2 separate regions of the Culex pipiens genome follow, and region 1 is linked to region 2. A link is a contact called in public Hi-C data. All regions are on one chromosome and are shown on one strand. The core of a region is the stretch at or near the end of the contact, and the rest is flanking DNA. Distances in the headings are between cores, read along the strand shown.

The links. Hi-C and Micro-C count contacts between places; a contact is called where the count stands out from the background.
Region 1: a Hi-C map of embryo shows a contact between it and region 2, with 8 times the contacts expected there. The contact joins the promoter of LOC120424519 here to the promoter of LOC120429008 in region 2. A contact is called at or near these places in 2 of 3 Hi-C or Micro-C datasets (embryo and whole pupa).

What each region holds. Positions count from the first base shown.
Region 1 is chr1:57,227,831-57,235,107 of TS_CPP_V2, reverse strand. It overlaps LOC120424519 (sporozoite surface protein 2), which reads right to left and starts at 2,247. Exons shown (of 3, transcript XM_039588675.2): 1 at 1,415-2,247. The coding sequence starts at 1,426.
Region 2 is chr1:57,097,617-57,104,277 of TS_CPP_V2, reverse strand. LOC120429008 (general odorant-binding protein 99a-like) reads right to left here and starts at 2,992. Exons shown (of 2, transcript XM_039594146.2): 1 at 2,854-2,992; 2 at 2,254-2,776. The coding sequence starts at 2,892. The coding sequence ends at 2,399.

The sequences.
Region 1 (7,277 bases), core at 998-3,497, 130 kb before region 2:
GAAAGCAACAAAGCTCAGTCGAGACACGCACCACTGTTGGCGAGCGGGTTTCAAACTAGGGTGTGTGTCTTGGATAGTTTTTTTCTGCTGTAGTTTGAAGTGTGCACTTTGTTGGAGAGCTTTTTACAACTTGCACGATTGTTGCAAAATCTCTGAAATCCGCAATCTTGGAGGCTTTTATAAAAAGTTCAATTTTTGAGTGATTTTATAGCCTTGCCTTAGTAAGGTGAGGAAGGCAAAAAGAGGTAATATTCAACCTATCAATTTTTCAACCTTCCAAAATTCCACTTTTCTTTCTGTGTGTATACAGTTAAATTAGGAGAATGCATGCAAAATATGCCTTTTCGGTAGAGTCTTAAAAATAAAGTGAAATGTTGTGCTTCGAATCTCGGACACTGATAAAAGCTGATTTATAATCCGGGCATTTGCTTTCGCGACCCCTTTGTTATATTTCACGTGTTTAGTAAACTCATATTTTAATTTAATTTAATTGTTTTGGCATTGACTATAGCCTCAAAATAAATTCGACATGAAAGTTAATGTGGTATTCATCAAATAACACAGTACCGTAATCTGGGGCAAATCGGGACTACAGTCTGAATAGGGACAGCAGTTTTTAGAGCACTTACAGCTTTTAAATTTGGAAATGGGTGTACACACTTTATTGGTCTAAGTCTGCTCTAACCGAAACCAACCAGAAAAATCAAAATATTTTGCTCCGACATGGTTAAAACTGCTGTCCCAATTCGCCCCATGTGTCCCGATTGAACCCAGTTTACGGTATTGACAGTTATTATGCGAATTTATATCCAAATATTTGATAAAGCAAGATGAGGTTTCCGGGTTTCGAAGCGCCCGGAAATTCTAAGCATGATAATCGGCAAAGTTGTAGGTTATGATGAGGACAATTGAAAAAAGTTATACTCAAAAAAAAAAACCCATTGTTATTAATATTTACGACAGAGGCGATATTTTGAAAAAAAAAAAAAATATTTTCGGAGGACTACAATATGTAACTTTTACATACATATATACAGTCTCCATTTTTTATCGAATGCTAAATTCAAGATTCGGTCGATTTTCTAAAGAATTTCACAGTATCGAAAATCATAAATTCCGATAACTATATTACCCAAACTCCAAGGTTCGATAAATGTTTTATTTGCCAAAATTTAATCAGCATCTTAGGATCCGCATCCAGGAACTTATCCCCCTGAACGCATGGCGGCTTCCCGTAAATGTGCTATCCTTCATAATATACTCCAGCACCTTGCTCCCCATTCGTCATCCGTCTTGAACTTCAATCTAGTTTTCAGATCCAGTTCCTCGGGCTTAGATCCGTATCCCTGTCACAGCACGACACCGCACACCGTTTCGAACGCCACCGGCTGCTGCCACCGATATCGAATCTTACCTTGATCTTCATGATTGTTGCGAAACGTCTGGGGTCCAGCTGCTCTGGTTCCTGCTACTAAGCTGCCACTTGCTGTACACACACGGAATGCTACCGCCGTGGTCACTCAGAGTAGGCGAAACGAGAAAACGGTGGTCTGTCTACGACCGGGCTACTGCGATTAAGCTGTTGAAGTGTTGGGCGTTTAGAACGCCTGATTAGTCCACACAAACACACGATCAACAACTGGAACAGTTTATTATTAGCTGCGCGTTGGCAAGATTTGCTCAGTCAGTCACTTGGGTTTTTATCACACCCTTAATTATCGTGAGACTTTCGAAAAAGTTTGTTTCAAATGTTCTCAGCGCATACACTTGCACTCGCTAAGTAGGCGTTAGCACTTGCTCACACGCACCCAAACCCTAACGTCGTTGTGTGGTAATCCGTCAATCCAAGTGACCGTTGACTAATCTGCTTCTGCTTCTCGGAACACTCGGAAGCTTGGGCGGCAGCAACTCTTGAATCGCAGCAGGCGGCCACCTTTGCACCACAAACACTCCAGCCCCAGCTGAACTTATCAGAGGTAACTACGATCACTAACGCTGACTGCCAACTGCCGACTTTGACGACTTTACTCCACCACGGTAAGTGCTCAAATGGGCCCGCAGAACGACTGTTTACCTTCTTTTATAATAAGTAACATAAACCTTTTTTTTTCTCAAACTCCTCCAGTGTTGTTTGGACGACGTGAGAGTTGCTGTCCGGCTTCGTCGGCGCGGGACTTGTGATGAGAGGAGAGAAATTTGCCTGTTGGTTGTGGTCTTTGGCAGCGTTGAGGTAGGACCTGGCGACTCTTGCCCGGAGGTTGCGAGCACGCGGTTCGTGACTTGATGCGAAATCCCGCGCCCGCGCTCACTCGGGGTTCGTCGCTGAATGTCGTGCGCGCGCTGAAAGAGTCGCTGAAAGGGAAGAGAGTTTTGACTGGGGAAACGGTTTCATTTTTCTTTTCTGGGTAGTTGAAGAAACTTTTTTTTACATGATGATAATTATTGTAAAAGTGAAAAAAATTTCAAGTCACTGTTTCACACTAGTCTGTCTGCTATGTTAAATCAAGGACCCGTGCTCTAACTATGTAACTTACTCACTCACTGTCTCACTCAAACTGACTCACAGATTCACTCACTCGCTTGCCCACTGACTAACTCATCTACTCACCCACTCACACGCTCACTGACTGGCTTATTACTCATTAGGCATAAAGTTTTTAAGGTTAAAACTCATTGAGCCTAAACGCATTATTTTTATACGGATGGTTCACCTTGTTGTCTTAGGAAAGATCGTTAGAGCCATAACGTTGATTTTAATTGATTTTATAGTTTTTTTTTGCCAGGGTCATTCCGGGGTATCAATATCCCCCAATTTGACGGTACTATTGGTTAAACCATATTTTCAGAAATAATTTGTGATAGACAGCAGCTTGCATTCACATCTTTAGAATTCATAACAACAAGAATTCGAATAAATTCTCATATCGAGACTAGTCCAACGAATAAAAAAAGACGTCAGGCTTTATATTGAACCTGTCAAACTGCGTACAGCCAGGCCACCGCGGCCATACGTTTCTTTGAAGTTAAAACAATCAATTTAAATGAGCCATGTCGAGGCAGCGAGAAACACAGCACCTTCCATGCAAACTAACGAGGAAAGGATCAAACCAATCTGGAGATGGGTTCAACACACGGTGGCAGTCAGTGGTGTGGTAAACCACATCAGAGTTAGAAGACAGAGAATTTCAACCGTCAGTCAGTCCAGTATCCATAGTCGGCTTAATAACCAATTTTGGTCACGTATTGTTTCATTCATAGACGACGCAAGTACATAGTGGGTTTGTGGTTTTGTTTATTGTTCACTTGTGACTAGGATTATTGAATTGTAGTTGTCTGTCATCAAGATCGGTCAAAACATTCTTTGTGGTTATTTACATGCGAATTATTGATTTAGAAACATAACATTCTGGAACCGTTATGTGTGCTGCGTATATGCATTCTAGTAGCCACGAGTTTTTTATTTGTTTTGTATTTAGATTCGAGAACATTGATTTTTGATATTTATGTGCATCTGCAGTCTTTTGTGCTAACTCGATAGTAATCCTAGCAAGCTTAGAAGAAGCAGAAGCCTTCGATTTATCCACACGAAAAACCAGTCCCAAAATCGTGAACATGCCTTCATTAAATTTGGAACCAAGAAAAAAGTGTTCTAAAACGTACCAATTTGAACACTTTGTTCGTAGTTTCGAATTTCACGAACGCTTGTTCACGGTTTTTGGAACTGATTTTTTTCCGTGTAACGAGCAATGGAGTACCCGCAGTCGAGCAGCTTTTGACAGTTCGCTCCATAAGATATACATTGTAGAAAAAAGCAAAAACTGCTCGAATGGAAGGCTCCATTGATAATGGAGCATTTCCATTCCTGCAGTTTTTGCTTTTTTTCTACAATGTATATCTTATGGAGCGAACTGTAAAAAACTGCTTGACTGCGGGTGCTCCATTTCAAGTTGCCTTGATCCTTGTTTTGAGAACAATCAATGTTTGACAGATCTTTACGCGCTGGACACCAACCGCCCTTTACGTCCAGCAAAACTGGCAGAGTTGCAAGCACAAAACATACGTTGCCAGTGCCGATTTATTTTTCATCCAATCTATTTCCCTTGACTATCTGTAGTGTTGAGTGCCTGTCACAACCCAGTGAGAAATGTTGAGCAGATGCAGGACGGTTTCACATGCATCGGGCCTACAAATCCAACTGAGTGTTGATAGGCAATCAGAACTTGGATCAAGTCAATTGAATATCATCAGGTGAATAAGGCAATTGGGTCCTAAAAATTTGGGATATTATTGTTATTTTTCTGATTTGCTTATTTGCTCCCTTTGAACGACTGCAATAAATTTAAAATGAATTTTAAATTCAATTTTTAAAAATTAACTTTACGGTTCTTCTTGACAGAAAAGGTCCTACTTGACAGCTCGTTCCAAGGGGACCATAGTTGATCCATTGTAAAAATGTTGTCTTGTCAATTTATTATTTTTATTTGCAGAAATACGAAAAAGCAGGGGGATGACAAAAGCCGCCATCTTGGGTGATTGAGATTAATAGCGCGCGCAAACTGCGCACAGTGAAAACAAACATATTTTTTTTATTAATAATTCAATTTTTGTTATACGAATTTCTGTAGTAAAAGTCAAATTACACAGTAGTTGAGTTAAACGTTATATGTGATAAAAGTACAACTTTAAATGAGGTCATCGGCCCGATGTGTGCTCAATAATCCAAACTTCAGTAGCTTATTTTGCAAAAAAATGATAAAAATCACCTCACATAACTATTAAACTTACATTGCGATAAAATTTTACATCAAAACAATAATTGGGTCCTAAAATGAAGCTTAGATTGCTGATATTATTGTTCAAAGCGATAAAGCTTATTTTTCTGAGTACAATGACCCTTTGTACGACCATAAAGAGCTTAAAATGGATTTTTAAATCAATTTTGAAAAATTAACCTCGCGGTCCTTCTTGACAGAAAAGCTCCTACTTGACAGCTCGTTCCAAGGGGACCATAGTTGATCCATCGAAAAAATGTTGTCTTGTCAAAAAAAAATTTTGCATTAAAATGAAAAAAGTGATCAGAAATGGTTTTTAATCGTGTTTTTTACCGTTGTACATAAAAATTGGCATAGAGCTTTAGTACCCAATTACTTTATTTCCATATTATGCCTGCAGTTTTTGTATTTTTTATAAAGTGCGCAGTTGCTTTCTTTTGGTTCCGTAACGAACAGCTGTTCTTTCGTGCTGGCGCCGTAATGGAGCACCCGCAGTCGAGCAGTTTTTGACAGTTCGCTCCATAAGAAAAAAGCAAAAACTGCTCGAATGGAAGTGCTCCATTGACAGCTCCCTTTTGTTCTGGTGCCGAAGTTGACAGCTTCTGTTGGCTGCGGTGGAACTGCCTGTAATGAGATATAGATGTCACCTCCCTGGAAAAAAGTGACTAGAAATTGTTTTTAATCGTGTTTTTTACCGTTGTACATAATAATTTACATAGAGATTTACTACCCATGTATTGGGTAAATGCCAATAAACAATGCTTTAATATAAAGGACAATACGATTCTCTGACCATTTCGAGTTAATTAGTTATAAAATTTAGTAGTAATTTGTTATACAGGGCAACAAAAATGGCAAAAGTTTATGTTAATTTCAATGTACACAGTTGGTAAGTCTTCTTGTAGGTTCGTATAACAATATTGAAACCATAAAATTGCATTAAATCTTGCATACAAGAAAAATGCTCTGTTGGCCTATCCAATGTTAGATGGCGTTCGTTTAACTGGGTAATAGCAAATGAATGCTAAAATTTCGTTCATGATTTATGTTTTTTTTGTTTATCCCTCGTTCGGGCCGGGATGTAGGGGAAATTCTCGTATGTTTGGCAGGTTAAACACTCGCTCCTAACTCCACCCAATTTGTTGATTTTCACTATTTAAACAACTAATTTTGCAAAACTTTTGATACAAACTTGCTTGCTCACTTCTTATTGAACTATTTATCACTTGATTTCAGTTGAAATCGCTTTTAATTAGCTTTAATTGAATGTCAAAGTTCTGACCTGCCAACATTAGAGGCACGCTGAAATTAGATGCTGTTCCCCTATTTCTTTGAAAAATTAAAATAATGCCACGCACGCCACGCCAAGCGCACGATACAGAAAAAATGCAAAACGCAAAGAATCACCTTTTTTACCTTATGCGTGAACACTTAAAAATAGCAATGACCTATATTTTCGTTATATTACAAGAAATTTCTTGGAAAATCCTTTTAAATTTTTTGCAAGTATCGAGACATTAAAAAAGGGAGTTTAGAACATTTTTTGTAGAATTCGGGTCAATGTAGATTCGAAAAGTACATTAAGTACATTTTTAGTGTTTTTTTTTCGATGAAACATACGTTTTTTCGGATTTCTTAGTACGCCATTAAATCGGGCGTCTGATGTTACTTAAAAGTCCCTTTGACACCAAAATTCTATCTCATCATCGTTTCAGGCTACAAATTTTTGAAAACACCTCTTTTTTCGCATATTCAAAAATGGAAGGGGTCGTACCGCCCCTCCGTCACGAGATATCAAAAAACAGACCTCGGATTCGTGATCAAGGACAAAACTTACCCCTTAGGACAAAGTTTCACGAAAATCGAAGAGGGGTCGGGGCAACTGCGTTGTGTGTGAGTTGGCGGAGAATTACCCTGTAAGAGTAGTAGAAAATATTACACTTGAATTACAGAAGTTATGAGTATAATTAAACAACATTTGTGTAGCATATGCGCTTTTTGAAACGCAGTAACCGGCTCCGTGGCTTAATGGTTACGGCTTCTGCCTCACAAGCAGAAGGTTCAGGGATCAAATCCCAGTCGGTACCTTTGAAATTTGGAATCAGGAATTTGAACTTTGAATATGAACAAAAACGAAAACGAATCAGGTGGGATTCGAACTCACACCTCTGGATTGGTGGTCTGGGGCGCTAAGCAGTCGACCATCAGAAGGTTTACATTCTAGCAGTGAATTGATCCGTAGTGTTGAAACATGTTATCTCTTCTTCTCATATTATTAAATACGCGCTGATCCCTGATTTGCCTGAGGGGATTGGAAGTCTAAATATAGATCGAGTTTCCTTCAGATGCTTGCTTCTATGTTTAGGCGGGGCCGAACAATGCCCAGTGACCTCGGAATTGGACCGCAAGGAGCTCTGTCATTCTGAAATGGGTCGTTGGAAGCAGCGCGAGGGCTATCACCACCTAATACCCGGGACTGAGATAAGCTGTATCAGCATTTGCATA
Region 2 (6,661 bases), core at 1,743-4,242:
ATGTGATGAAAAATTGTGTCAAAAGAGGGTGGAATTTCGTAAATCAGAAGAGCAACCGAATGGAAGTTCCGAGATTACCGTACACTGGGGTGACATTGATAGAAATTTGATTTGGCCACTAATTTTGATACATCCAATGAAACAGTTTCATTTTTGCATATTTGTTCGATAATAAGCCTTCCCTTAATGCTTACATACTCAAAATTCTCAAAAATGTTTAGATATTAATTTGACGGGCATTTGAAAAACCTATCAAAGTCACCCGGCTATCAAAGTCACCCCAGTTTACGGTATGTATCTTTGATGTGCAGTGATAATATCGAAGTAAGATTATCCAATATTAATTGGCAGGTACCATTCATTGTTATTGATAATTCGTCGCTAACATTTCAAAACGTGTCATAAACATAGGTTTTGGGTGAGACATAACGATTTTGAAATGTTAGCAACGAATCATGCCAATCTCGATTTCAACCCTCTTCTTAAGATGTTTTGACTTGGAATACCTTAATAGCTCGACGCCATCGACTTTTTTTTTATTCTTTACAAAATAAATTATAGATCGATCACAATACTTGCCACTCCTTGGTATTATTTTGGGAACAGTAAATTGGTTCCGCTTTCACAGTTCTAAATTGAGGCCGCTTTGCGGACAACTATTCTGCACCCAGATTATGACTTAAAACATGCAATTAAGTGTTTGACAATTTGGCTATCACTAACCAGGTGGCTCTTTCTCCCGAAAATGGCATGCAATATTACGTGGAAGAGCAACTGAAGTTAAGAAAAGTAAGTTGGTGTGTCTTGGCTAGCGTATAACAGTTGGATGTTAAGCGTTAGTCTTAAGGGTAAGCTAGTGGTAGCTGATAATTATTAGAAGAATAAGAAAACAAATCACATATGTGTGTGTGTGTGTGTGTTTGTGTTTGAATGCGTTTGTTTTAGTTTTACAAACAGTCTTATTTTGCTTATTAAATCCATCTGAAGACAATCCAGAAATTAAAAGTGAGAGTGTGTGCGTGCAACATGGAGTTACACTTTTCGATGTGCCATGGGAACCTTCACAGCAACTGCACAGAAAGTTTAACTCCATGTTGCACTAGGGTGTAATATCAAAATCGATTTTCCAGCACACCAATTTTCCATATAATTTTTTTGAATTTAATATTTAAAAAATCCAAGTTTCACGCTTACCAAAACGTGTTCCGATTGCCTCAAAATGCTCAAATAAAAAGTAGCAAACAACTTGCCGGTCTAACACCAGCCGATCCGAATCAGGCACCTTGAGTATTATGTCAAGTTTACAGAACGTTGCGGTGATGGTATTGCTCGTCCACAAGACATCGTGGAATTCGACGTAAAACTGTAAGCGGAGGTTATTTTCGGGTCCAACAAGGAGCTGTTAAAGTACACCAATTTGTATTATTTGATTCAAAGGTTGAGAATTCGATAAGATCTGATCATTATAATCACTTCCAACTACGCTTCGAACCTGATACTGTCCCCTGTTCTTCTAATGTTCTGTGAGCAGTAGAGTCGAGACAATTGAATCACCGCGAAGATCTAGCCGATCGAAGAAGATGACGTAATAGCAAATAACTTTGTGTTGGATTCCAGGACACACTGGAATAACCGACAATGAAAAGTTAGACTACTTATCTGGCCTAGCAGGTGACACCGATTTGGAGACGAATCAAGGAATCCCGAAGACTCACTGACTACAAGTCTTCTTCGTATAGAACAGGGTACACACAGGTCACCTGGATGAAGGATCCATGAGGGGCTTTGTTCCCGTTCCCTTGGCGTACAGTTTTCTGACGGTCCAGCGTGTGAGGTGCTGAATTTGTAGAAGTAGCAAATCATCGGCGATTCTTCGAGGGGTCCACCATAGAGACACTCAGTTCCGGATGTTGGGATGGGTACTCAACTTAGCGACGGTTATGCTGAGACCTTATTCAATTATCATTAGTAAAATAATGAAATATTCAAGAACTCCTAAGTATCTCTAAGTACAAATATGCATTTTGGCTGACGAATATTGAGCATTGAAGTCCGTGAAAGAAATAAACAAGTACACAAATAACTCAGTAACAGCAACAGTAATTTCAGTTTAGTTTTTTGGACAAGACACTGCATTTTATACTGTAGAAGTAAGAAAGTAATCAACTAGTTCTGCAACAATGTTTCCTGCAATAAAAATTCATCACTGAAAGGGGAAGGCTACAAAATTTGTATCATTTACACCATTTGAACTGCTCAGTACAAAAATCTCTCTTTATTTTCTCTTTCTTAATTTCCAATCAAATTTCCCACAAACCATTGTTAGAGCCAGCGTTTCCTTCAAAAAACCATCCTGGTAATACACGATCCGATCATTTTGCTCCCTACTAAAACCACTCTAATCCTTCTTGATGCTGGCCTTGATCAGTTGCAGGTTGTTGGTCTGGAAGCACTTGAAGCCCCGGAAGGCCCAGTGGCACGAGTTGTCGTCGGTGTTCTTGTCCACGCACTTCAGGATCTCCGCACGAACCTCGTCGGCATCACGGCCATGGGCCAGCTGCAGGACCAGGTTGTCCACGATCGGTCCGTTGTTATCGTCGAACAGCTCCATCTTGTTGAAGATACACTTGATGTAGCACTGGGTCGTGTCGTCCTCTGGGAAGTCCCACTTGCGGTACTTGGCCACCAGCTCGTCCGAGATGGATAGCGAGGACACACACTCCGAGCGGTACGTCTGCAGATCGTCCGTGGTCTTCACGGTAAAGTCAGCGGCGGCCTGTAGACGGAAGAATTAAAAAAAAGTTCCAAATTACTCCAGAACGATCTCCCGAAACCTTAACAGCAGCTGCTTACCACGGCGATCAGGGCAAAAATGGCGATAAACAGCTTCATCTTAGACGGGACGGCTTGAACGACTTCGATGGTGCGGGAAAAACTGGAACTGATGTTCTGTTTGGTCAGAATTGGCCGCTTTTATACCGACTGATAATGGGCCCCCACAGCGGACGGTTTTGATTGGTGGGGCCATGCATCGCATCACATTACACCTTTTGTGATGGAGTCGAGGAGGTTACTTTTGATCAGTAAATATTGTGGCTATAGCGGCGCGCAAGCGAGGATCGGCCAGCAGTCCCGCATACGGGTCAAAAATCTCCGGGATGAGGTAGTGGTGTTCAAGAATTAGATGGGTTAATATCATGGAAAAAAATAATCTATATTGTGTTTATTGTGTTATTCTTTATCACATATCCATATTTTGTTGTCGTCATTTATTAATTTGAAATTTTGAAATTTAGTTTCATGTTGTATTTTTACTGCCCAAATATAATTAATTTGATTGTTCACTTATTCGAATGAGTCCGATTGGTGTTTTGGTTGTTGTTTTCTTTAAAATGTACCTTATCTTTTGTTTTAAAAGAAAAATAAATAAAAATAAGTTGAACTTTCATGAAGGTAAAAGGGATTTAAATGCTCCTTGAGAGTAAGTTGGAAAAAGAACATGTTAAACAGGAGTTTAACATGTTCTTTTTCCATCTTACTCTCAACCCGTAAAAAAATCTAAAAAAAAACTTTTCATACGCAAAATTACACGTGTAGACAACTTCAGTAGTATTGATATTTTAAGGTTTATTTTTTTAAGTAAAATCCATAAAAAAAAAATTGTCTAAGAGGTAAAGTAATGTTTATGTTGAAAAAACTGCTCAAAGCAATTTATTAAGAACACGAAAAATTATAATAATGTATTGCAGTCATAAAAGGCTTCTTGAAATATTTTATTCACCTCCGTGTACGCACGAGAGCAAGCAGCAGTGAAGTGCTCAGTGCTCTATCGTTTTTTCGGATTTCTTCGCTGTAATTGATTGTGATCACCTGCGAGTTTTTTCGAATTTTGCCTTTCTTACTAAAGAAAGGTATAGGTTTTACTTTAAGGCTGGACGTCATTTTCACCTTCGTAAATATGTCGATTCAGCATGAATTTTCTTCGGAAAAATCGTCAAAAAATCACACTGCATCGATTTTAGACGCTCTATCGATTCACCTTGACAGAACTCGCCTATCTCCAACACTCGAATTTTGAAAAAATAAATTCCGTGGAGTTCGAGTGATGTCCGTGTGTGGTAATTTTTTTGCCAAATTTTGTGTCGCGTAATCCTCGGCTCCCCTATTTTCGATTTTGATTGTTGCAAGTGCATTTGAAAGCTGGTGTGCTGAACAAGGGTCATTTTGAGACCGAATTTCGAAATATCCATCTGTTTTCGGATGCGGCCAGACTTTTCAACAAAATACACAGTTTTCAAATGAAAATATGGTCAAAATTTTTCATTTTCATATCTTTTATTTATCTCAAAAATTGCATTTTTCGAGCTCTACAACCTCCCAAATTTTCATCCAGATCCATAATCTGGTTCTGGAGTTAGAGCCGTTTGATTAACCTACCAAAAGAAAAAAAATCCCTAAAAAAAGGTAAAAGCCCACCTGGTGACCTTTGCCAACACTTTTCATTTCCGATTTTATCCGAAATTTCTTTCTACATTCATAGTACAGACCATGAGTGAGCATCTGAAACAAATTTGACATCTATCCGCAATCCGGATCAATTTTTAGAGCGATTTACTTTTTGCCTTTCTTACTAAAGAAAGGTATAGGTTTTACTTTAAGGCTGGACGTCATTTTCACCTTCGTAAATATGTCGATTCAGCATGAATTTTCTTCGGAAAAATCGTCAAAAAATCACACTGCATCGATTTTAGACGCTCTATCGATTCACCTTGACAGAACTCGCCTATCTCCAACACTCGAATTTTGAGAAAATAAATTCCGTGGAGTTCAAGTGATGTCCGTGTGTGGTAAATTTTTTGCCAAATTTTGTGTCGCGTAATCCTCGGCTCCCCTATTTTCGATTTTGATTGTTCCAAGTGCATTTGAAAGCTGGTGTGCTGAACAAGGGTCATTTTGAGACCGAATTTCGAAATATCCATCTGTTTTCGGATGCGGCCAGACTTTTCAACAAAATACACAGTTTTCAAATGAAAATATGGTCAAAATTTTTCATTTTCATATCTTTTATTTATCTCAAAAATTGCATTTTTCGAGCTCTACAACCTCCCAAATTTTCATCCAGATCCATAATCTGGTTCTGGAGTTAGAGCCGTTTGATTAACCTACCAAAAGAAAAAAAATCCCTAAAAAAAGGTAAAAGCCCACCTGGTGACCTTTGCCAACACTTTTCATTTCCGATTTTATCCGAAATTTCTTTCTACATTCATAGTACAGACCATGAGTGAGCATCTGAAACAAATTTGACATCTATCGGCAATCCGGATCAATTTTTAGAGCGATTTACTTTTTGCCTTTCTTACTAAAGAAAGGTATAGGTTTTACTTTAAGGCTGGACGTCATTTTCACCTTCGTAAATATGTCGATTCAGCATGAATTTTCTTCGGAAAAATCGTCAAAAAATCACACTGCATCGATTTTAGACGCTCTATCGATTCACCTTGACAGAACTCGCCTATCTCCAACACTCGAATTTTGAGAAAATAAATTCCGTGGAGTTCGAGTGATGTCCGTGTGTGGTAATTTTTTTGCCAAATTTTGTGTCGCGTAATCCTCGGCTCCCCTATTTTCGATTTTGATTGTTCCAAGTGCATTTGAAAGCTGGTGTGCTGAACAAGGGTCATTTTGAGACCGAATTTCGAAATATCCATCTGTTTTCGGATGCGGCCAGACTTTTCAACAAAATACACAGTTTTCAAATGAAAATATGGTCAAAATTTTTCATTTTCATATCTTTTATTTATCTCAAAAATTGCATTTTTCGAGCTCTACAACCTCCCAAATTTTCATCCAGATCCATAATCTGGTTCTGGAGTTAGAGCCGTTTGATTAACCTACCAAAAGAAAAAAAATCCCTAAAAAAAGGTAAAAGCCCACCTGGTGACCTTTGCCAACACTTTTCATTTCCGATTTTATCCGAAATTTCTTTCTACATTCATAGTACAGACCATGAGTGAGCATCTGAAACAAATTTGACATCTATCGGCAATCCGGATCAATTTTTAGAGCGATTTACTTTTTGCCTTTCTTACTAAAGAAAGGTATAGGTTTTACTTTAAGGCTGGACGTCATTTTCACCTTCGTAAATATGTCGATTCAGCATGAATTTTCTTCGGAAAAATCGTCAAAAAATCACACTGCATCGATTTTAGACGCTCTATCGATTCACCTTGACAGAACTCGCCTATCTCCAACCCTCGAATTTTGAGAAAATAAATTCCGTGGAGTTCGAGTGATGTCCGTGTGTGGTAAATTTTTTGCCAAATTTTGTGTCGCGTAATCCTCGGCTCCCCTATTTTCGATTTTGATTGTTCCAAGTGCATTTGAAAGCTGGTGTGCTGAACAAGGGTCATTTTGAGACCGAATTTCGAAATATCCATCTGTTTTCGGATGCGGCCAGACTTTTCAACAAAATACACAGTTTTCAAATGAAAATATGGTCAAAATTTTTCATTTTCATATCTTTTATTTATCTCAAAAATTGCATTTTTCGAGCTCTACAACCTCCCAAATTTTCATCCAGATCCATAATCTGGTTCTGGAGTTAGAGCCGTTTGATTAACCTACCAAAAGAAAAAAAATCCCTAAAAAAAGGTAAAAGCCC